3 separate regions of the Rattus norvegicus genome follow, and all the other regions are linked to region 2. Evidence: chromatin contacts called from public Hi-C data. All regions are on one chromosome and are shown on one strand. Each heading gives the region's core, a stretch centred on a gene start, on an enhancer-like site or on the middle of the called end of the contact. The rest is flanking DNA. Distances are from core to core; before and after follow the strand shown.

Region 1 (3,982 bases), core at 411-2,910, 610 kb after region 2:
CACTCTGTCCTGGTCCCAGAAAATCCTCAGACTTTGAAATGAGTCCCAAGTGCTCCCAGAGCCCTAGATCAGGACTGTGGTTTTTGTCTTCTGGGTCAAGATGGCCAGGTGGAGATGAAGGAATTCTAGGAAAAATTTAGGAACTCAAAAAGATGAAGCATGATCAATCATCATAGTGATCATGGAGAGCCCCAAATGTGACAAACACTTCACCATCTCACTAGGTAGCCACAACATAAATACCAGTGTGCTTTCCTGCCAATGTGTCAAGTGATTGAGCCTTCCTCACTCATCAAATACCCTCGTCTCTGTGGTGGAGGGGCAGTGCTCATGAATGAACCTAAGGTCTGGGACTACAGGCAAGTGCTCTACCACTAACCCATATCCTCAGCCCTCTTGAGACTACCTCACTAAATTGCCCAGACAGGCTTCAAACTTGTTCTGAAATCATATCTTAGTTTCCAGAGTAGCTGAGACTACAGGCCTGTGCTACCCAGCCTAGACCACTTTAATTTTAGTATTCTACACATAAGAATCCCAAAGTTTGCCTGCTCTATGGACTTTTTCAGTTGCTTTCTGGTCATTGTGACTTGGTCTCCAGCATCTGAGTACCAAAGTCTGTCCTGATGGATTTTGCTTGGCTTAGCTTATTCCCTCAGGAACTATGAACACCTTTGCACAAAACAGAAGCATAAGTAAAGCATTGCTTACATGAACTGGAAGGACAGCATATTGACAGCATTGCACGCAGTTGTGACACTTGCTCAAAGTCACTGTAGTGAACTTGACTAAGCTTTTGCCTTCCACACTGAAGCACTTCTCAGGAAGTGGTAACCTCTCTCTCTGCTGTTGTGCCTGGGGCAATCAAAACACTTGTTCATGGCTGTCTATTTCTGACGATTGTGCCTGCCAGTGGACAATATTCCCCTTTGGCACAGAATTTAAGACAGACTGCTTTTGGAACAGTTTTTAAAACTGTAACGAGGGAAATACCTTAAAAACCATTCAACCACAAGAAGTCATTTTGTCTCTTTGCTATATTGCCAGGGGTTTTTATTTTTAGGAATGTTTTTCATGAAGCAGTGCTTTATATCTTATGAAGCACAGCTGATCTGGTTACTTTTTTCTTCATCTTTATTTCCAGTCTGATATTTTTGGGCTCAAGTGCTTCTTTCTCTAGGAAAAGAGATTCTGTACTAGAGATAAATGAAACTTACTTAGAAAAAGAGCTGGGTCCACAGATTTGGTTTACGAAGCCCAGAGCAGTTCTATGGGCCCACTCTTGTGAAGATGTCATGAGTCATGTACATCTGAAAAATGTAGAGTAGGTGGATGACTTATGGGTTCAGGGCATAATGTGACAATTTCAAGAAAACAGAGCCAAAGCAGCAATATCCCCCATATGTGATTATTTCCATAAATATAGTCCTTTGGAGACACATGGTCCCTATGTAGAAAGTGTCCTTTGAACATCCTAAAATCCTTAAGAAAAGGCCACTGTTGGAACTGTTCAGAGCTTGGAGTGAATTAGCAAAGGATAGCCTTTCCAACACATTCCACTCTGGACTTGCCTTGTGAACAAAGCATGGATTGGATCTGAACCTGTGTCCTCCCCGGCTTGATCTCTCAGCCTATCACCACTGAGTAGCGCTTGGAGCTCTCTGAAGCAGTGTAGCAGTAGTTATTTGTACACTCATGAACTTGGTGCCTCAGGCATGAAAATATGGGTAAGGTATTTGGGCTCTGAAGACTTAAAGCTCAAAATAAGAAGTCTCTTCAGAAAATGCCCCACCATCTCAGTGACTTAATATCACAAGGAAAAGCACAAAAGGTTTGCTAAAATAAAATATGCCTAGGGCTGGTGAAATAGTCTAGTCACTAAAATATGGGAACATTAAGAGCGCCAAAGCTTCAAAAGGAGCTTTAAAGTAGCACTAGAGAAGGGAACTTGTTTGCCACCAATGAGCTCAGAAGGTATGGGCTTGGTGATGATCAACAGGATAAAGTTAGAGGGAGGCTGTTGATAAGTCAGTAAGAGACTGGGATGTTATTTGACCATCAAGTTCCACCATCCCAAAGGAATATCATACATCCTTAGTGCACTGACATCAGGCCAGGCTTTGGGACTTTAGAAACAAAATGGGAACAGACAGGACATATGCCATCTCATACCAATGACTCTAGAAGTCATTGTTGAATTGGATCATGTAGACTTTCCTTTTTGCCACACTATTCCAGCTTGGGACTGTTAATTCAGCCTGAATCCAGAATGATGATATGGACTGATACTCACAGTAGAAAAGTGGTATCAAGACATTCCTTATCAGCCTTACTAACTATGCAAAGATGGGCTTGTTTATGTAGTATCACATCCTGGGCCAACTGATATGGGAGTCAATATACAAAGAATATGAAAACAGTCAAGTGTTAGATTTGATGGAGGATGTGGGACTATAGTAAAAATGCATGGTGGTAGGCTGGATAGGTGGCTCAGTGGTTAAGAGCTCAACTGCCCTTGCAGAAGACCCATGTTTGGTTCCCAGGGTCAACATCAGAAATCTGACAACTGCCTACAACTCTAATTATAGGGTATTTAATACCCTCCTATGGCCTTTGAGGGCATGTATTCACAGGACTATACCTGCACACATAAACATAATTAAAAATTAAAAATGTTTTAAAAGAAAAAGACATAATGATAATACCATAATAGGAAGAAATTGCTACCTGAGCTTAATTTTTATGTTTGTGTCCAGGATTATGATAGTCATATCTCACTTAAATCTCATAGAATCAGAAATCAAATATATTTGATCACCACCATAACACATATTCTTTCTCATTTTTCCAAATAGTTCATGAAGTTGGTAGTTGTTTGTTCCTGTACAGGTGGATAGAGTATGGTTAACTAAGCAAACTTATGCTGCTCAAACCATACATTTCCAAGATCTCTCTTCGGGCCTAGAATTTGAACCACATCTAAGAATGAATCCTCTCTGAGCTCTCTAAAGTATTTTTATCTGCTAAGTGTTGTGTGACTAAGGTCCTGGGTTACCAGTGTGATCAGGTAATTTATGCTGCCTACATGATTTCTGGTAGATGCAGGGTGCCTGTTTTCTGAGAGTTGGGATCAAATCTGAATAGTTAGAGCAATTCCTATATCAAGGCTCCGGGGAGCTCCTAGACTTGACCATCTGTTGCCTGTGGCTTGGAGAATTAAATCCATCTCTTCAACATCCCTGGGAAAGAACGTTTGGAAACCTGTGCCATGTTTCTCTTGAACTATGTTCCATGTGCTTTTGACCTTTCTGGTTTTAATCTGCATCGTTGTTGTTGTTGTTGTTATTGTTGTTGTTGTTGTTGTTGTTGTTGTTGTTGTTGTTGTTGTTGTTGTTGAAGCCTACAACTAGAGGTGAAAGCTTTTCTGAGTTTTCCAGTACTTTCTGGAGTCAGCAAGCCTCATGGTGCGCTTGGAAGAACCTGATATAAGATAGAACAGGAACCAAGTGATGATCCCAAATTTCTAAACCTCTGTCACTCAAGAAGTGATGTCTCAGAAAGCAAAAATGAAGAGGTGAGGGAGAGTCAGTGTGGTTTGGGGTGGGATAGAGAAGTGGAGGAGGCAAATGGAGAACAATAGAGAAATTGGTGGGTGGCTTATTAAATTTGGCTTCCACATCAAGGTAGGAAATGTTCGCTGAGCAACAGGAGACACAAGCTTGTGCCTGTCACAGCATCTCAACACTAAAGTGTAGTCGGTGGTTGAAAATATGAGGACAAAACATAGCATCGAGAAAATAATTAATAAAAGAAAAACAAAAAACGTAAACTCAACGGGCACAGGCTGCAAAGAGAAGGAAGGCACACTTAACTTCTTTCTGAGTCACTGTAAAGGATCCTCTCAAGCTACTTATTTTGTGTCAGCTTCTTCCACGTGTGACTTCCTTATATTCTGATGAGGCTTTAGATTTTTCCTTTTCTA
Region 2 (3,786 bases), core at 1,258-3,757:
CGAACCTCCCTGCAGTGACTGGGGAGTTGCGCCTGAGCCGTTTGCAAAGGGCTTTCTTACTTTCAGCAATCCATGCTCTTAGACTGCTCCCTGGCGAGATCCAAAATGGAAGAAAGGTAAACTCTGGAAAGCGGGATGCCTTCCCAATCACTGTGGCCAGGCATAGGGAGATGCTAACTCCTATCCACTTCCAATCACTTCTCGACTGTCCCTTATGTCACCTAGTCACAGGTTTTCTGGTTGCACCATTTCTTTTCACATGTGTGACCTTTGAAAGTATAGCTTTAATAACACCGAGGAGTCTTCCTTTGACTGCCTTTTTTCCCCTCCATAGCGCAGACTCCATCGATTTACTTTAGAGATGAGCCCGACGGCCATTTCGCCCATTCCACCCTGAAGTATTTTTCTTCATTTCTTTGACACCTGTCAGGGAGCTGTGTTAGGTGTGACCAGTTCCCAGTAAGACGCTTCTGAAGGATGGCTTTGATCCATTTATAAGTTTACCGAACTAACTTCAAGTCAACTTTCAAATTTTAAAAGTAAGACTTAAAAAAAATGTAAAAGAATACAGTTGGCGAGAAGGTAAATTCTCGGAGCTAATGGAGGCTTACGCCATCTCTCCTCCAGTCTGAAGCATCAGAAGCAGGCTTTCGCGCTCTCTTATTAGCAGCTGAAGTGGCTCTCCCAGGCAATAGCAGGAGAAATGCCAGAGGGCAAGTGCAGAAGTCTGCTCACAATTTATGCTTGGGCTAAGCTGCAGTGCTGTTAGCCCTGGGACATGAGATAATATTCCTAAATCCTGATAACAGTAAACCTGTTCATCCTTTCTCTGCCTGCAAGGCTTGCTGGTAAGGGGGTCTATGACTTCTTTCTAAGCTCTACATGTCTGGATTTAAGTGATTCTTCATGGGTGTTTGGTCCGGTTCCATTCACAATCTGCTTTGATGCTCACTTACTATTTTCACTAAATGGGCCCCCATGATTTTTGTTCTTGTTTGTTTTATTGTTGTTTGTCGTTTTGTTTTGTCTTTGCCTTCCTAAGAGAGAGTTTCAGTAAAAGTCACTGAGCACTAAGCAGGCCAACCTTTCATTGGAGGGGTCCTCTTGTTTAGTAAAGTGATGAGCATTGCTGACACCCGTTGGCTCCACGCCTTTAAGGCACCAACTCTTCCACAAAAGCATAGAAAGCACATGTGTGCATAGACCGTCAAGGTCAGCATCGGGGAGCGATTGTTGAGATCAACTAAAGCATTTTCCTCTATAGCTCATCCCATTTTACTGCCCATCTCTCTCTCTCTCTCTCTCTCTCTCTCTCTCTCTCTCTCTCTCTCTCTCTCTCACACACACACACACACACACACACACACACACACACACACCAGCCATTGGTTACTTTTTTAACCAGAAACTTAGAATCACTCTTAATAATGACTCTAAAAGGTAGATTTATTTGCTGCAGTAATTACTAGGGAGATAAATTGTTTTTGTGTCCCCCCCCCCCCACGCAATGGTGAGAACATCTGACTACCCGACTGTCAAGCAAAGAGTAAAAATATTATATTCAATAAGGCAACGTGGGAAATGTGCAAAAAAAGTTATCAAAAGCAAAAGGTGTGGGTTTTTTTAGATACCCTATGGTCAGTATGCTACAATCTAAATCTGTCGTCTCAACCAAGGACTGTGGCTGCAGACATCATGTTGGCCACAGGGGGGCACTGCAAGTCACTCAATAGAGCAGATGCACTGATGAAATGTTTGAAAACTGCCTCTACAATTCTGAAATGCAATCCAACGAGGGGGAAAACAACAATGACAACAACAAACAACAACAACAACAAAAAAAAAACAACTCATGGAGGGTAACACAAAGATAAGACAAACAGTTCTACTTATTAACAGGAGCAATTACAAGCTACAGGACTTAGAACAGATCAAGTTTGTCAATTAAAGACTTGGAGACTTTGTTTTTGAACCACAAACCTTATAATTAATCTATCTATCTATCTATCTATCTATCTATCTATCTATCTATCTATCTATCTATCTGCATATCTATCTATCTATCTATCTGCATATCTATCTATCTATCTATCTATCTATCTGCATATCTATCTATCTAATCACTAGATAATCTAATCACTATCCATCTAATCGTATCCATCCATCCATATATCTATCTGATTTTTGGGTGTGATTGTTATTGTTGTTGGTGGGATGTGAATGTGTATGTGGAAGCCAGAAGACAACCTTGGCCGTCATTCTTCAAGCATAACTACTTTGTCATTTGAGATGGGGTCTCTCAGTGACTGGGGACTCCCTCCCAAGCAGGCCAGAGTGACTAGCTAGCTATCTCCATCAGCACTGGGATTACAAGCATGTGCCACACGTCCAGGTTTGGTTTGTTTGTTTTTAATACGGGTTCTAGGATTTCACCTCAGGTCTTCATGCTTGGAAAACACTTTACCAACTGAGTTATCTCCCTAGCCCCAAAGCTTAAAGTGTTTATGACCAGGACCTTTTATAGAGGGAGTACACTGACCTTTGCACTAGATCTATGATACTTTTCAAAAAATGACAAGGAAATAGTAATGCTGGGTAAAGAAACTTCAATCCAGGACTGGCCAGCCACAAGTGCCTGCTTCCTCAAATGCTTCTCAGGAATTGGATGAAGTCACTCTCTGCCGGCATTTCCAGTGAGTCACACCCAGGCATTTGAGCCCAACAGGAGAGACATTCAAACCATAACCAAAGACTTCGGTGTTGGAAATGAACTTGGAGGGCAGGGGACACAACTGTTTGTTTCTCAGCTTCCAGCTGAGCATTATACCAAACACAGGAAATGGCCCAGCTCCCCAGCCACAGGATGGGCGTGGCTTCCGCTTTTGCTTCAAGCAAGGTGCTTAGGGCTCCCTTCAGGGACAAACTACAGTGTGCACTGTGGGAACTCCCGCTTTGGTTTGGAGATTTAGTTCTCAATATGGTCAAAAGAGTTTGACGTGTAAAGGAGAAGACTACAGGCTCAGATTGATGGGAAGATGTAAAACCGTGTGGCAGAGTTGGAAAAGCACGGTTAAAATAAAAAAAAATCGCTGAAGAGAATTTCAGTAATAATTCCCATAAGGAAGGACTGTGAATGTGGCCAAGGATAGTTCTCATAGTCTTAGCTACATACACCATCCATTCTGTATAGACCCTAATTGATAACACCCAGCGAGTGGTTTTGCAGATAAAGCAGTACTCATGAAGAAGCAGATACCTGTGGGGAAATTCTCAACATGGGGGAAGAACATGGGGCAGAGGGAGCTATGGGCAATGAAGCTTGTAAAGATAAGCAGAGGTATGAGATCTCCAGTCCTCCTTTGAGTTGCAACCCAGGGAACTGAAGAGGCTGACAGGGGGCCAAGAGAGTGTGCTCAGGAGGACGATGGATGTAGATGACATCCTAAATGTCATGTAAAATGACTACACGAACTTAAAACCAAGATGAACAAAGGAACTTACACTCTCTACAGGGTGTGGGGAAAGATAAGAGCAGCGGGGAAGAGCTTGCCATGAGGGACCATCCTACTGGCACCCGAAACCACTGCCCAATTGTGAATTAGCTTGCGGTTATTGGATGGAAGAGGGCAAATCCATGGATGCTCTGGGGGGAGTCAGGTTGGTTCCCACCGACACTGTGTGGCACACAAATGAGTCAGAGAGCTCCTCTGTGCTCTGAGCCACCTTTTCTCCATTGGCTTGCACACTAGTCCAGTGGGCATAACGGGCACTTGTAAGGATTGAGTC
Region 3 (3,804 bases), core at 1,087-3,586, 730 kb after region 2:
CTTCCCTCCAAGACCTGCCTTGAATCCTACTTCTTCCAAATGGCTTCCAAGATCGATTTTAATTAAAATTTGCTTACTTTACTCCATAGAAGCAAACACAGCCTCTGCATTTGGCTCGCTATCTTAGTTTCTTTGAGCGACTGTAACAAAGTAGCCTATAGTAGATAATTAATTTTTAAAAACTTTATTGCTCAACGTTCTGGAGCCTAGGGAGTTCTAGATCTTTATTAAATGAAAAATCTATAACATAAGCACATTCTTGCATTTCTGCTCTCTGTCTTAAATTCCTTGGTGGTTAATACCAGTAGATTCAGTGTCTAGGAAGAGCCTGTCTCTAACGGTTATCACCTTCTATGCATTTTAATATACAACAAGAGCAAAAGGTCTCAGTTACTCCAGGCTTCTCTCCTCTCTCTCTCTCTCTCTCTCTCTCTCTCTCTCTCTCTCTCTGCCTCTCTCTCTCTCTCTCTCTGCCTCTCTTTGTCTCTCTCTGTGCCTCTCTCTCTCCTCTCTCTCTTTCTCTCTCTCCCCCTCTCTGTCTCTCTCTCTCTGTGCCTCTATCTCTCTCTCTCCTCTTTCTATCCCTCTCTCTGTCTCTGTCTCTCTTTCTCTCACCCCCCTCTTTCTCTTTCCTCTCTCTCTCTCTCTCTCTCTCTCTCTCTCTCTCTCTCTCTGTGTGTGTGTGTGTGTGTGTGTGTGTGTGTGTGTGTGTGGTGTGTGCCTGATGCCAGGTGCCAGGACTTTGCACACACTAGGTCTGAATTCAATCACTGAGTTACATTTTCATCCCCTAATATGTTAGAAAAAATAATCTAATCCTTTAAACTAATTTTTAAAGTATGTCTGGTTCATTTCTAAAGAAAATCATGTGCCCAGGAGGGTGGGAACCACTTCCACGTGATTTTAGGTCTTCTTACTCACCTAGCTGCTTTCCCAGAGCCCTCAACCTCCACTGCACATGGGGGCTCGGGTTCCTCTTCAGTCTGTTCCTGACACTGACCAAGCAGAGGCTCAAAGGAGAGTAAGTAATGTACTTGGAAATACCTGGCCTGAGAGTAGCTCCAAGGTTGTTAGTGAAGTCATCCTTTTCCAACTAGAGTTTTGGATGCAAGTCAGAGGTTTAAGAGTTGCACATCCAGACAGAAGAGAAGCTAAAAAGTAACCAAGCCCTGGACACACATGAAACACGTAATTAGGAAGGAAAGTAAGTCACTTGGAAGATCCCAGATATGGCCTCTCTCCTGAGATTCCAGGTTATTGCCTCTTAAAGTAGCCAACTGGGAGGTAAACAAAAACCCAGGCCCTCACAGAGAAGATCAGTTTCTCTCATCTCTTTAACAAGTTTGTCCACATGTAGAACTACTTGAGGTCCTGCTCTGGAAACAAGATTAAGACCTTATTATTTCCAGAAGAGTCATCAGATCAACACATCACTCTTGCAATCTTGCCATGTCTGAGAACACACAGGACACTTCCTAGAACAAAGTCTTATTCTCTGTGAGTCACTTGCCTAATCTCATTATTATTATTATTATTATTATTATTATTATTAATTCACTTTACATCTGGATCACTGTCCTCCCTCCTGGTCCCCTCCCCCCACTTCCTTTCCCCTCCCCTTCTCCTCTGAGAGAATGAAGCCCCCTCCCCTGATATTTCCCTATCCTGGCATATCAAGTCTCTGCAGGGCTAGATGAAGGTTCTTCCACTGAGGCCATACTCTTAAACAGACTAAATGCTAAGGTTTTACCACTCACATCTCACAGGGTTATAGTGAGACTGAGTAAGATATCATCTAATATGGAGCCTGCAATTCAATAAATAACTGATAAAGTCTAATTTCTAATGATTTTCACATGGTATTAAACCATCTGAGTCATTATCGCTCTCCCTCAGAAGTGAGCTTTATCAATGGTCCCTTCAGCATCACCACTCCAGACAGCCAATGTGTCTCCCAATTTTTACTACCTCTTCCGTAGAATCAATACTTCATTCTCGCTACCAATAAAAACTGAAACCACAGGATTTACTTGCAAGTTTTAAGTTTCCTAATAAGCAGCAAATTCCTGAGTAGCTGTTAAAATGTAGAAACCCATTCATGTGACAGAGTACCTAAAATTAACTCAGATGTTGCCGGATGGATGCCGGGTCTGCTTTGGGAAACACTCTCCATATGCTCAGTTGTGCAAAGCCGATCCCGGCCTCTAAATTTAGATTATTTAAATGAAACCCATTTTAAAGGATCTGCCCTCTTCTTGCAGCCTCCACTCCTACTCACTCAACAGCCCCCTCAGCATCTCTGTCACGCAACTATCACAGGCTCCCAGCTTCAAAGCTTGACTCCCTCCAGTAGCCTCTTCACACAGCAGCCAGACATCAGATCGTATCTCTCCCCAGTCCCCAAAGGATGGCCACTGAACTCAGAGTCTAAGTGCAAAGACTTTACTGTTCAAAAGGGCCCTGCATGATCTGGACCCTGGTTGTCGGTTCACCATGCTCCCTACCTTGCTTTCCATTGGAAGTCCCAGCAGCCTTTGCGCCTGCTAATTCCTCCGCTGAAAACACTTTGTCCAGCTCCTCACTGCTCACCCCCTCATTTCAGAGGCCTTCCCTGAATACCCGATCTAAATTCACCTCCACTATTACTCCATCTATACATCGCTTCATTTTCTCCACCATAGGTACTTGCTGCCAGACGTTAATTTACATACGCGAGCATTTGTTTAACATCCTTTAGGCTGAGCAAATTGTAGGCTTCTAAGAGACCTTCATTTTTGTCTATTTTTACACAACTGTATTATTCATGATTGAAATGGCATGAAAGCCACTCAACGGGCTCCCATTCGAGGGTGTTAGCAACCGAGAAAAGGCAGACAATGCGTATTCTTTGCAAAATGCTCATTTGAGGTTTCTCTAGGACACATACAGTGGGCAGTAGTGAATGCAAACATGGAATTTGGGACAGAGGAAAGTGAAACAATTTTACGTTAAACCAAGAGCAAAACCACAGATTTCTCCCCAAAGCCTGCTCAAATAGAGGTCCCTAAATATTGACACTGCTTAACGTGGGCTAGAGCACAAGATCAGGTACAGCCAGAAGGGAAAAGAAAACAACTTTGGAAGCAGAGAATTTGGACCATTTAATACATTTGCATGGTAGTGGGCCCACAATTAAACCAAGATTTTTATTTCATGACAAACTAACCTCTCAACAAGAATTGAGAGCAGGCAGGGCAAAGTAACTAGGTAGAGAGTATTTTATTCTTTTGTTTTTATTTTACCAAGTCTTTAGAGATACCAAAGAACGATACAACTGGAAAGTCAGAGGCTTTGTGAGCGCCAGGGAGCTGGGCGAGAGGCTCTTTAGGTATGGTTCCTCCTGTGTGGTGCCTGCTTTATTGCGCAGTTCATTAACACGGAAGCTGTTGCCTTCCTGAGGAGCTCCTGGGAGGTGTGCAAAGATAAAGGGGAAAAAAAAGAAGTTGGAGTGACTTTTGGTACACTGAATGTGTGTTAATTGCTTTCAAATCCCATCTGTCTTGTTTATGCACTGCAACGTACAACAGTGTGTTCCTTTTCTAAGACTCTGAGATCCACCATGCCTTGCCTTGGCCAACATGTGATACCAAGACTGCAAAAGGTGTGTGTGTGCATGTGTGCGTGTGTGCTTGTGTGCATGTTGCCACCTAGTCTCTTTATGTAATTGGACCTTCCTGCTTTTAGACCCTAAATACGTTTTTTGCGATCATGCTTAGACTAGTCTGCTGGAGAGACATCAGAAGTATATGGAGTACTGAATTCCCC

Evidence for each region. Hi-C and Micro-C count contacts between places; a contact is called where the count stands out from the background.
Region 1: a contact with region 2 is called in a Hi-C map of frontal cortex, with 5 times the contacts expected there. The contact joins two enhancer-like sites. A contact is called at or near these places in 4 of 12 Hi-C or Micro-C datasets (the A7r5 cell line, Schwann cells, frontal cortex and 1 more).
Region 3: a Hi-C map of frontal cortex shows a contact between it and region 2, with 2.0 times the contacts expected there. The contact joins two enhancer-like sites.

Annotation. Positions count from the first base shown.
Region 1 is chr2:41,933,504-41,937,485 of GRCr8, reverse strand. It overlaps a transcript of Pde4d not described here. Among named protein-coding and RNA genes, the nearest start is that of Depdc1b, 310 kb to the right of the region's middle. Within about 2 kb of position 1,660, at least 4 of the 93 cell types and tissues checked have an H3K27ac peak or open chromatin away from gene starts, as enhancers often do.
Region 2 is chr2:42,548,797-42,552,582 of GRCr8, reverse strand. All of the region lies in intron 1 of Pde4d (phosphodiesterase 4D), which reads right to left. Among named protein-coding and RNA genes, the nearest start is that of Pde4d, 94 kb to the right of the region's middle. Within about 2 kb of position 2,507, at least 15 of the 93 cell types and tissues checked have an H3K27ac peak or open chromatin away from gene starts, as enhancers often do.
Region 3 is chr2:41,822,078-41,825,881 of GRCr8, reverse strand. It overlaps a transcript of Pde4d not described here. Among named protein-coding and RNA genes, the nearest start is that of Depdc1b, 200 kb to the right of the region's middle. Within about 2 kb of position 2,336, at least 4 of the 93 cell types and tissues checked have an H3K27ac peak or open chromatin away from gene starts, as enhancers often do.